Linked DNA regions of Mus musculus: region 2 is linked to region 1. A link is a contact called in public HiChIP or PLAC-seq data. All regions are on one chromosome and are shown on one strand. The core of a region is the stretch at or near the end of the contact, and the rest is flanking DNA. Distances in the headings are between cores, read along the strand shown. Region 1 overlaps Gfm2 (G elongation factor, mitochondrial 2). Region 2 has its middle 9.6 kb from the start of Gm5086.

The links. HiChIP or PLAC-seq counts read pairs in DNA pulled down with a chosen protein or histone mark.
Region 2: a FOXA1 HiChIP or PLAC-seq map of pancreatic cancer cells shows a contact between it and region 1. The contact joins two enhancer-like sites. A contact is called at or near these places in 2 of 115 datasets of contacts at active chromatin or transcription factors (microglia and pancreatic cancer cells).

Annotation. Positions count from the first base shown.
Region 1 is chr13:97,169,478-97,175,919 of GRCm38.p6, forward strand. Gfm2 (G elongation factor, mitochondrial 2) reads left to right here. Exons shown (of 21, transcript NM_177266.5): 17 at 2,009-2,147; 18 at 3,035-3,214; 19 at 3,463-3,578; 20 at 5,385-5,567; 21 at 6,123-6,442. The coding sequence ends at 6,260. Among named protein-coding and RNA genes, the nearest start is that of Hexb, 26 kb to the right of the region's middle. Within about 2 kb of position 3,529, at least 15 of the 459 cell types and tissues checked have an H3K27ac peak or open chromatin away from gene starts, as enhancers often do. A contact at or near this core is called in pancreatic cancer cells, where this site is marked.
Region 2 is chr13:97,547,165-97,553,606 of GRCm38.p6, forward strand. No RefSeq gene overlaps it. Among named protein-coding and RNA genes, the nearest start is that of Gm5086, 9.6 kb to the right of the region's middle. Within about 2 kb of position 3,872, at least 26 of the 459 cell types and tissues checked have an H3K27ac peak or open chromatin away from gene starts, as enhancers often do. A contact at or near this core is called in pancreatic cancer cells, where this site is marked.

The DNA.
Region 1 (6,442 bases), core at 2,279-4,778:
GTTTAGTCCCAGGGAGCTCTGTGGGTACTGGTTAGTTCATATAGTTGTTCCTCCTGTGGGGCTGCAAACCCCTTCAGCTCCTTGGGTCATTTCTCTAGATCCTTCATTGGAGACCCTGTGCTCCATCCAGTGGATGGCTGTGAGCATCCACTTCTGTATTTGTCAAGCACTGGCAGAGCCTCTCAGGAGGCAGCTATATATATCAGGCTCCTGTCAGCAAGCTCTTGTTGGCATCTGCAAAAGTGTCTGGGTTTGGTGACTGTATATGGGATGGATCCCCAGTGGGGCAGTCTCTGGATGGTCATTCCTTCAGTCTCTGCTCCAAACTTTGTCTCTGTACCTCCTTCCATGGGTATTTTCTTCCCCCTTCTAAGAAGGATCGAAGTAGCCACACTTTGAGTTGCATGTGTTTTGCAAATTGTATCTTAGGTATTCTGAGCTTCTGGGCTAATATCCACTTATCAGTGACTGCATATCATGTGTGTTCTTTTGTGATTGGGTTACCTCACTCAGGATGATATCCTCCAGATTCATTCATTTGTCTAAGAATTTCATAAATTCATTATTTATTTATTTATTTATTTTGGGTTTTCGAGACAGGGTTTCTCTGTATAGCCCTGGCAGTCCTGGAACTCACTTTGTAGACCAGGCTGGCCTCAAACTCAGAAATCTGCTTGCCTCTGCCTCCCAAGTGCTGGGATTAAAGTTGTGTGCCACCACCACCACCCGGCAAATTCATTATTTTTAATAGCTGTGTAGTACTCCATTGTATAAATGTACCACATTTTCTGTATCCATTCCTCTGTTGAGGGACATCTGGGTTCTGAATCTCTGAATTCTAGAGCAGCCTGGTATACAAAGTGAGTTCCAGACCAGCCAGAGCTACATAGTGCGACTCTGTCTTGAAAATTCCACCACCACCCCCCAAAAAAGGAAAAGAAAGGGTTTAGCCAGGTTTGGGGTGTCTCTTGCCTGTGATTCCAATACTTGAGAGGCTAAGGTAATATGATTGCTGCAAGTTTGATATGAAGTTGGACGGCACACAAGTGAAACCCTGTCAAAAATCAAATGAGGAGGACTGGAGAGATGGCTCAGTGTTTAAGAATACTGACTATTCTAGAGGTCCTGAGTTCAATTCCCAGCACTTACATGATGATTCACAACTGTTTTCAACTCCAATGCCCTCTTATGGCTTTTTAGTCACTAGGCATGCCAATAGAATACAGACACACATGCAGGCAAATTATCCATACACATAAAATATTAAAACTAGGCCCAGTGAGATTCCTCAGTGTGTAAAGTCACTGGCTATACACAACAGACACCTGGATTCCATCTTGGAATCTAAATAAGTTGTCCTCTGACCTCTACACATGCCTCTCCCCTCCACCATACACAAACATAGCACACATACAATAATAATAAATAACAAGCAAACTGCATACAAAGAAAGAAGAGAAGAGACATAATCCAGAAGTTGCGAGCATTGATTGTGCTCCTGTTGCTCCAGCCAGGTTTGGTATGGGGTTAGGAAGTATGTGTGACCCTAACTTGGTGCCACTTACCCAGCTGGTCACCAGACTGTCATGGGCAGAGACAGTGCCCAGAGGTCACTGCATTTGGTTTATATTCTAGTCAGAAGTAGTATTCTCATGTAGGAGCCCTCAGAAAGTTTTCAAAAGAAACTCAGTCGTAATTAATAGAAAATTACTTAAATATGTGAACATCATTTCTTTTTATCATACTTTGCATTTATTTTTTCTATATATAGTATTTTGTTTTTTTTTTTTTATTGTTTATTTTTATTTTTTTATTTTTTTGTTTTTTTGACACAGGGTTTCTTTGTATATTCCTGGCTGTCCTGGAAATCACTTTGTAGACCAGGCTGGCCTGGAACTCAGAAATCCACCTGCCTCTGCCTCCCGAGTGCTGGGATTAAAAGCGTGCGCCACCATGCCCGGCCCTGATTTATTTTTTTATTTTTATTTTTTTTCCTTTTTATTACCAGACTGTCCTGTGTGGAATGGGGGAGTTGCATATTGAGATTATTCATGACCGTATCAAGAGGGAGTATGGCCTAGAGACCTATCTAGGGCCTCTGCAGGTGGCATACCGGGAAACCATCTTAAACTCAGTTCGCGCCACAGGTAAAAAATACAACATTTTGGACATTCTGGGTTTGTTTAGTGTTTAGTTGTGTAAACAGAAGTCACAGTTTCCAGTGTCTCCCACAGTTTTACTGTGTGTATTAAAAAAAAATTAGTATAGAAGGCCTGGTGCCACTGCTACCCCCCCCCCACCCATCAGACAAATGTGTTTTCTAGTGGCCGTGGGACAGTGAAATCACTGGCTTGTTCCAGCCCTTACCACTGAAATGGGACTAAGAATTTGAAGTCAATTCATATTTATTGTATGAAGTGCATGAATAATTCCGCTATTTAATACAGTGTCCCTATACAGATAGCATTCTAGAGGAGGTGCAGTTTTTATGTTTCTGTCCTGAATGTCAGCACTCAGGTTTTCTGTATTTGGTTCCCTTAAGCAAAATAACAGTGGTCACTCTTCACCTCAAGGTGAGCAAAGTCTCTGGGTTCAGTCCCTAGTACTTACAAAGAAAATAGAACCCCCTATCCAGAAACAAAACAAAACAAAACACGGAAAGCTGTTTTTCTGTATTTCAGAAAATACTTTACTAGTTTTGGGGGAGGGAGAAACATTAAATATTGCTGAAGGAATATAGGAAATTTAAATTTGGAAATTGGCAGAGGAACAAGGTTTATAGTTTTTATTATCAGCTTTTTATACTCTCTAGATGTCATACAATTTGAGTGTTACCTTTTCCCCAAGGTTGGTACTTTTAAAGACTTAGTTTTGAGGGGTCTCAGATACAAGCAATCTCAGCAAGGGCAGACAGTCTCCTGGGGCAGCCTGTTCCTGGCATCTTTCTTTGGCTTCCTTCATTATCCTGGCAAACGTTGAGCCTCGAGTGCAGGCCCTCCTTATTCTTCACGCATTTCCATGTGTTTGTCCGCAGACACCCTCGATAGGGTGCTTGGAGACAAGCGGCACTTGGTGAGTGCGGAGCTGGAAGTCCGGCCAGCAGAAGAGCCCTGTGCTGTGGCCAAGATCGAGTATGCTGACTGTGTGGGTGAAGACCTGCTGCAGGCCTCTCGGGAGGCCATTGAAAGTGCCGTCCACAGTGCATGCCTCCAGGGTAAGGGACACACACCTGTCTCCTGGTGACTGTTTCTTTTTTTCTCTCATGCTGGAGTTTGAGCCAGGATCTTGGGCGTACTAGCGTGCACTGTGCACTCTGCCTTGATGTTACACTCAGCCTCCGAGTTGGTCCGTGTGCTACAGACACGCCAGTGTTCTCTGTGCTTGGACTTCACATGAATTCTTGCTGCATTGCTCCTTGTTACTGGACTGTGTGTACTGTTGTGCTTTATTCTCCCCACCCAGGACCTCTGCTCGGATCCCCAGTCCAGGATGTGGCAATGACGTTGCACTCACTGATGATTCACCCTGGCACCTCCACAACTATGGTCACTGCCTGCATCTCACGGTGTATGCAGAAGGTACGGAGCACCCTTCATGCTCTGCATTAAGGATGGGCACTGAGGCCAGCACCGCAGATTCCACAGACCTTATGTCACCATGGGGCCACCCAGATCTAGTACCAGTGGGTAAAGGTACTTAGCACCAAAAGCCTGCTTCTGAGTTTAATGCTCAGGAACTGCATAGTGGCTTCAGAACGTTGTCCTATGACCTCTACATGAGCACATACCACACACACAAATGGGATTTAAAACTTTTAAACTAGCTCTTGTATGGGAAATCTTTGATTTCTAAAACTAAATTTTCATTTGAAAGATTTTAGAAATTACTGGTCAGAAAGGTTAAACAAAACATTCTGATTTTACCAAAAGATCTTTCCAAACAAAACCTGGGCCTGTGAAGAGTGCACCTTGTTTAGACATTCCTTTTTTTACTTTTGAGATGTTACAGTTAGCTACAAGCCTGGCTGGGGAGAGGGGAATATATATATATATATTAATTAGATAGATAATCCATCTTTCCAGCCCCAAAGCCTGGTGGATTTAACTGGACAGATCTGAGGTCAGCTTGACATTGGGCTTTAATGTAAAGGACAATGGAAATCTAATGTGAATTTCAACTTCTTTTTAAAGATTATTTTATGTATGTGAGTGCTCTATCTTTGTGTACACCTGCATGCCAGAAGAGGGCATCAAATCCCATTACAGATGGTTGTGAGCCACCATGTGGTTGCTAGTAATTGAACTCAAGACCAGACAGTATTCTTAACTGCTGAACCATCTCTCAAACCTTTAATTTCAAATATTTGAATTTGTCCAAATAAGATTGTTTTCATTAAAAAACAAAAACAAATCAGTCCCATTGAACAACAGATTTAGGCCAAGCATCTTCCATGCATGTGATCACCTGAGTTGTCCTGAGTGTCATGGCCTTCTGCCTCCTGCCTCAGTGGCCCACCAGATCTGATCAACCCCCATGCGGTTTCCCAGTGTGGGAGTACCTTAGCCTAGCACTGGAGAGTAAAGTCACAGGTCACACTGAAGCTTTCAAGCACTAAGTAAGGTTTGAACTGTGTTCTGGGAACAATGGAGAATAAATGTTTTGATCAGTGAAGTATATATAGTCAGAACACAGAAGTGATTGGCATTTGGCACGGGAAAGACAGTCTAGGACAGACAGGAACTAGACGATGTCTGAATCAAGATGCCAGCAACAGGAATAGAAATACTGGTGTTTGCTGGAAAAAGGAAATCAGAGAAGTACATTTAAGCAAACTGAGATCTACTAATGCCATCAGCAAATAAGAAAGGCCAGAGACGTGCTTGGAAAAGAAACTGCTGAGCTAGGCTTGGGGCCCAGTGGGGGACAAGACTGAGTCCTCCGAGATGGGCTGCAGCTACTGCTGGTGTGGAAGCTCTGCAGTGAGGTACTGTTCAGAAGTCTGAAAAGGATAGAGGGCAGCTCTGGGAGGCCAGTCCCTCCCTAAAGGAAGCATTTTTCTCTTATATTTACCCTTTCCCACATGATTGTTTTATCTTGAAAACATGGTCAGGTTCCCTCTGTGGCCGATGAAGTCTAAGATTATAAACTGTAAATACAGAAAGTATTTGTAGACAGTTGTCTTGACTCTTGCCTTTGTTGTTGGCTTTTTGAGGTGCTCTCCTGTGCTGTTCTTTCCAGCATGTGGCCACTGTACAAGTTCTAACTTCTTGGCTCCTTATACAGTGAGCTCCCCAGAGCCCTCTGCTCAGGAATATAGGAATTAGCCTTCCTCTGTCTTCCGTGTACTGGAATAGAAATTTGTTCAGTTTATGAAATCTCTTCAGGCCCTGAAGAAAGCTGACAAACAGGTGCTGGAACCTCTGATGAGTCTCGAGGTCACAGTGAGCAGGGAGTACCTCAGCCCTGTCCTGGCAGACTTGGCACAAAGAAGAGGGAACATTCAGGAAATCCAGACTCGCCAAGACAACAGAGTTGTTCTAGGATTCGTTCCTCTAGCAGAGATTATGGTGAGTTTGCATTTGACATGTACACGTTGTTTACTCTAGGAGATGACCCCGACAGTGCGAGTGACACTGTGGGCATTGGGCTTGGGTTTAGAGAATGCATGCCAAGGTTTCAGCCACCATGAAACTTTGCCTTCAGTGGTGGCTGAGAACTTGGGAACACGTTACTTCCAATCACAGAGCCACAAAGATTAAGGCACAGTGTCTCAAATGTGGTCAGGCTGTTAACTGTCTAACCCCTGCTTCCATGTATTTTCTTATAAATTTTGGGGCCAGCATCCTTCTCTTCCCCACCCAGGCACTTCTGCCCCTCGGATAGACATGAGGGTACTGACTGACAAAGGGGAAGGACAGAGTCACTTACCTCAGAATGCATGCACAGCTCACCTATGCGAAGTTTTTGCCATAGTATTTCCCTTTTCTTTCTTTTTGAAAACCTCTCCCTGGAGGCGGTGGGACTCACCACCACCTTCTCTTCTGTGGTCTAAGATAATCCCCAAGATAAAAAATGTAAGGCGTAAATTAAGTGCAGTAACAAACTGAACTTTTTTTCATTAGGGATATTCAACTGTGCTTCGAACTCTGACATCTGGCTCAGCTACTTTTGCCTTAGAACTGTCTACTTATCAAGCCATGAGTCCTCAAGACCAGAGTGCTCTACTCAACCAGAGAAGTGGCTTGGCCCATGTGCTATAGGCCCTTGGAAACGGGGAAAGCTGGGCCAGTTGCCTGCTTTATTCCCGGCAAGAATGCTGTTTTATTAACTGGCTAGTAAATTGCTGCTTTGGTGTGGAAAGAACTTGACAAGACCCTTGGAGCTGCCATTCTAATTCTGTTGGGTGTACTTTGCTATATTGCACCACAGCTGGGCCCCGGTT
Region 2 (6,442 bases), core at 2,622-5,121, 380 kb after region 1:
TCCTTGCCTAGCCTCTCTGCCTGGTAACAAAGGGTTTTATCACACTTTCTAATTCGTGGCCTGGGATGATAAACAGCAGAGGCTTGCTTGGAGACTGACCCATGGCCTCATGCCCAGTAGCCCTTTTAATAATAGACTTTTCCTGCCTTGTTTTTTGTATAGGTGCTAACATCAAGTTTGGGTATGCATCAGGACTCATGAGTCCTCATCTGGGTCCTCTTCCAGTACCCCACCAGCATCACCCTATTCTGGCGTCAGGCTTTTCTTTTCTGTGAATAGGAGTCAAAGCAAAACAAAAAAGGAGGTGGGCTGGGACAGCCGCTCAGTCAGTAGGGTACACGCTTGAATATCTGAGTTTGACTCTTAGTACCCATGTTAAAGAGCTACATGGTAGTGCATACTTGTGATTCCTGTACCGGGGTCAATAGAGCAGACAGATTTCCTAGGGGCTCAATGGCCATGAGGTCTAGATGACATGGGGACTCCAGGCTAATGAGAAACCCTGTATCAAATAGTGGAGACCATGTGAGGGAGGGTATCCAAAGTTGATCTTTGGCCTCCATACACGACCCCCCAACACACACACACACACACACACACACACACACACACACACACACACACACGGGTCTTTTTCGGTGAGACTCTCGCAGTGTCTTTCTGGGTCCAATTATGATGCTGAGTTAAGGTTTCAGAGGAATGATTTCATTCTTTAAACAATCAGTGTCTTTTAAAGATCCAGACATCTTTTTGACCATGTCCCAAGGACCTCGGTGGACTGATGTGTCAGAGGGTTCCTCAGTCCTAGGTTATGTTTTCCCAGCTGCTCTGGCCAGCAACAGAGAGAAAAAGACACTCTGGCATATGGGTCAGATGCTTGCATTATTATTTTTTTTTTATGTGTGGGAAACATACGTGGAAGGGCCTCAGATTGTAAAAAGCCGACCGGTGCATAGGATGTCAGAACACTCACTGTCTCTGTCCTGGGGACAGTTTCTTGGCATGGCCTTTTGGTTGTCTAGGTGTGTCTAATTGTTCTGAAGGCACAGCTGCATGAATATGATTTGCCTGTGGGGGTTGGGGGGCAGTGGGAGAAAAAAGGAAAAAAAAACGAAGAAGAAGAAGAAAAGGAAAACTATTTTTCCAATGTCAGGAAACAATCTTCAGCTACCTTCTTGGTTCTTACCTTTGAATTTCTGGGAAGCCTGTAGACTTTCAACTTTTTTGAAAAAAAAAAAAAAAAAAAAAGCTAAGTAGAAAGAAAGCATTTTCCCTGCAGCCTTAGAGGGTGACTTTTGATATCTTTGAACTTATCTCTGAGAACAAAGAGCATTCAGAGCTGGCCCCCTCACTTGTGCTTTTAAGCATGTTCATAGCTCAGAGCTAAATGGGAAAAAGAAGAGAGAAGAAAGGCAGTCTTTGCCGATTGCCCCTTTGTAGATTCGGGTGACCCTTTCCTGCAGGCTGCTGCAGGGGTGTTGCCAAGAAAACTTTGCTTCCGCCAGCCGAGCCGTGGAGACATAACAGACTCGTTTTCCTGCAGCTGAAGTAAATATTTCAACATTGATGTTGAAGGCGCCTGATCGCAGGGAAGCAGGAAGCTACTATTTTTAGTTGAGAAAAACATCAACATTGGAGGAAGAGACCAGAGCAGAGGCCCATACTTCAAGTTTCTTCAAGTTAACAATATCAGAGACACTCACTAAGCAATGGGCACAGCCCACTGGCATTTCATTTTTCTACAGTCCTGGGAACATAACCTAGTGTGTTAAGAATGCTAAGCATTTTCTCTACTCGGAATTACTCCCCACCCCAGTCTGGACAATGCATTGATGGAACCTAGTGATGAAACCGCGTTACCCAAATCCAGCAAGGGCAGATACTTCTGGAAATAAATCCATCTTTGAATCTGGAGGAGGCATAGTCTCTCTTCACTGCCGCCATATCTTCTGTGGAAAGACTATGCGTGACTAGAATGTTCTATAGCTGCCATGGTCCTGCCAGTTGCTGGCAACTCTGCCACAGCTGCCTGGTCTACCCTCCGTCTTTTAGGAGAGGCCTTCTCAGTGGCTTTGAAGATGGCCCCTCAGCACACTCCCTGGCAGGTGACTCATTCGCAAGCTCCTCTGGCCCAGTTGCACTGTTAAGGCACTCACAGAGTAGATGGCTACTCTTAATGACTATTGCTCACAGAAGACAACGTGTGTGGAAAAGGAAAACACACTCAACTGGAAGCCATTGCTCTTGGCTTCCGGTTCCCAGGCTGCACTCTTTTCCAACATCAGCATGAACAGCCCCACCCTACGCCCAAGTAGCCCCTTCTCAAACTCCCTAGTAGACATGATCATTTTTGCAGTTTAGTGGCAAAGTGGGTGTCTCTCAGGGCTCTGTGCCAGTCCTAAGTGACAGAAAAATGAAAGACTGCCAGAAAAGCTAAATACTGTCAGCAGGGTATCGTCAGTGCTCATTGGAAAAGTACCTTTGGGGCCGACGGCAATCTCACCTGTTGTCACTGTTGACTGGAATTTCAGTGAGTTCCACAGGAGCCAGCACGTAGGTACAGGGGAAATCAAAGTCCCTTTTGGGGTTCTTAATCCCATTCATAAAATAATTTAATGACAGACTCAAACAGAAGCTTGGGGGACAATTTTCTTGAAAAATCTTGGTCTGGCTCAGGGATTAAGAGAGTGTACTGTTTCTTCAAAGAATCCATGTTCGGTGCCCACCACCCAGGTTAGATAGCTCATAGCAGGCAGCGGGGCAAGCATTAACAGAAGAAACCCTGGGAGATCTGATGCCTCCGGATGCATGGGCACCCACAGTCCCACACATAGCCACACACGTGATGTATAGACATCACATTCCCCAATACTACCTAATGAGAAGAAATCTTTTTTTTTTTTTTTTAAAGATTTATTTATTTATTATATGTAAGTACACTATAGCTGTCTTCAGACACACCAGAAGAGGGCATCAGATCTCATTACGGGTGGTTGTGAGCCACCATGTGGTTGCTGGGATTTGAACTTCGGACCTTCGGAAGAGCAGTCGGGTGCTCTTACCCACTGAGCCATCTCACCAGCCCATGAGAAGAAATCTTAAAAAAGGAAGGCCACGAGAAGAAACCACCACTCCCTCCCAAGAGCAGGAAAACTAAACCTTGGCAGCTGCCCGAGGAGGAGCTTGGAGAGGAGAAGGAAAAGGGTGAAGCAGCTCAGCCAGCATGGAGCCTCAGCCATATGGCAGAGGAGCAGCCACATGGTGGGGAGGAGAGAGTAAGGAAACCCAAAGTACCAGGAAAAAAATCACACTTAGGCTCCTCAGCAGCTCAAAGAGAGAGACAGAAAAAGAAGACAAAAGAAAAGCTAAGCCTTTCTGAGTCTAAACAAAGGTGGGTAGACAGAGCAGAACTTTACATTGCCTTGTAGGACTGTGCTAGCAGGTGGAAATGAAGGAAAAGTACCGTATCTCATTAAAAGGATAATTATTCCTCCCTCCTCTTCAGCAGGGTTTAGGGTGAACTTGCCTTCCTGGGGGTGGTCCCTTAACCAGATCACCCAACCTGCCCAATTGCGTGTTAGCTCTCCATCTAGACCAGAGATTTCATTCTCTTGGACAGAAAGAAAGATTTCCCTCCAATTGGCTCTTTCCACTACTGTGATATTTTGACAGCTATTTTATTTGTTGTTGTAAGATTAAAAAAAAAAAAAACCTCACTTCTATTCCATGTCAAGATGATTGTCAGCTTCAAAGACAGAAAGAAGGACAGCTGTTTCCCTCACAGATCTCTCAGTACTCACTAGGACCCCAATCTTCCCTCATTGACTCTGATAGTCATATGCTCAGTACAATGGTCTCTTCAGATGCTGTGAATCATATGTCAGGATGAGTCATCTCCCCTAGAATAACAAAGGCTGAAAATAAGAGGTGAGCTTCCCAGTGAAACAGAGGCTGCCTCCACAAGAAAGACACCTGGAAGCTGAGTGTTGACAAAGCACACATATGCCCACTCGGGACACAGAACATGGATGCCACTGTGTCTTCTCAAATGGTACCAACATCACGACAGAACCTGCTCCGAGTTTGGGTTAGAAGGAAGGACAGGGAGAGAGCTGCAAAGAGGAATGAGGTGGGACCTCTGTGCTCAGGAAGCCCAGCACCTGAAATCTTGTGGTCAGATACTGCAGTCGCAGCAAAGTGGGAACCAATGAATTTGGTCTTCAGAGGTCTTGGCTTCACCGTGCTTGAAGAAGCCAGTACCTAGAGTCAGATGCTGGCACGTGACAAGAATCTTGATTTCAACTTCCTTAGGATGATCATCAGTGAGTGGAGGTTTTCAGGTAAAGTGGACTAGGCATGAACTGGGGGTGAGGCAGACAATTACTACTTAGTTACTGACTAAAGGTCACTCAGCAGTTGCCAGAAAAACCCTCTGTTTGAGAGTTTCTAGTTCATGTAGATGGCTATTTCATGACTGTAGATTCCCTGTTCTTACAAATGGGTCAGTTAGTTATCATGTATCTTTCCCAAAGCACTTAAAAATAAACAATACTAGCTAAATCAATAAGCAGATAATAAAGATGCCTTTTCCCAGTTATAATTTTTTAAATGAGATCTTTGTGAGACAGAAAATTCTCATTTCACTTCCTGTAATAGGATCTATTACTCTCTAGGCTCAGAAAACATAATCAGTTGACTCAATGGTATACTAAGTAAGGGCCAAATCTGCCTCATAATGGTGCATGGGACAAAAGGCAAAGCAGAAGTGGTAAACGCCCCAGGAGAAAGACATTTTGGAGATGTGTGCATTCTTGATGCTCTAAGAACCATCATGAAGACTTGGGAGCTGAAAACATGTAAAGGTGATGACCTCAAATAGGCCCTGGCTGTCAGTGGTGAGTGTTCCTGATCTCAGAAAACAAGAAGCTTACAAACTGAATCCATATACATCTTCTGAGGTCCTACTGTGTGTGTGGATAACTCTTAAATGCTTTGTGAGATCAAAGAGGATAAGGTTGCCCTGTTAAAGAAGAAATAGAAACTCCAATTAAAGATAAAACATTTATAAGCATGAAAACCCAATAAAGCAGTCAACAGAAGTAAGCATTAATGGAAGAAATGCTGGTCGGCAGCAGATGGGTAATTAGCAAATGAATCATCGGAGTGCTGGCTGGGGTAACCTTTTAGAAAGGAGTGGTTAGCTCAAGGTAGGGACTGAGGAGCCTCTTCCTAAAGAGGTGGCCAGACCTTGGTCTTGGGATGTTAGGGCTGAGTAGGCTAAGCAACAAGAAGGTGAAGAGAAGGGTCACGTGACAGTTGAAGAGAATGAGCAAATCATTTGCCTGGGGGTGATGCTCTGTGGGGGAGGAGTAGAGAAAGCTGTAAGGCTCTTAAATGCTGACCGGAGGGTTTTAGGTGAACTCCACTAAGTGATGGAGGATCACAGAAGGCTTTTGAGGGAGAAAGTGGGGTGGTCAATCCATGTTTAGGATCTGTGTGTGTGTGTGTGTGTGTGTGTGTGTGTGTGTGCTTGCACATTCACATGCTTAATTCTTCAGGCATACTAGTGTTTGCATCTGTGTAGTTGAGCCTTTTTTTCCATGGGTTTATGGGCCTTTTGCACATCTATAGGAAAATGTTTTTTTTTCAAGATATTACCCATTAAATCTATCAGATTGTTGTCTGTCCCATTCTTTTTTTTCTGACTTCCCTCCTCTCTTCCTCTCTTCTTTCCTCCCTCTCTTCCTTTTCCCCCCTGCCATTTTCCTTTCCCTCTCTCTCTCTCTCTCCATCCCTACAGGGTTTTCCTGTTCCATCCACACACACCCCAACCCCCACCCTCACCCACACACAGACTCTTTTTTCTTTCTTCAGGTGCATACTTTGAAAAGCAGGCATTTTAAATTACAAGGAAGTTCAGATTAAACCGACTTTTAAGGAGTTGCATTTCCCATGCCTGACATTTGCTCACATTAAGGATGTGAAGACTTTTTTAAAAAAATGTTACCTTGTAGAATTTGATATGATTTTCATCTGGAGTTAATTATTTTGTAGTATAATATAAAGGTTGAAATTTATTTATCTGTACATCAATATGATTTTACCCCAGCCCACTTTACTACAAAAGTACCTTGAATCAGATTGAAATTCTAGATAATTTTTGAAGCTCCGAAAGTGTCTGGCTTTTCTTTCCAACAGATGACACAATGTCTTCTTTAAAAAAGAAGCAGACCAGTTTTTAAAGTTAGAAACTGACTAAAAAGGCAACCGCAGATCTGGATCCACTAGTGATGGTTGTAACATTGTGTAGACTAGCAAAGCTGGGACCCGTTGTAGGACATGGGCTGCTCTTAGTCACTGTGGGGGCTGCGGCTGAGACCCTGTAATAAAGGGCAGGATAACAATACAATAAGAGACAACAATGCATTTTAAAACTAGAGAT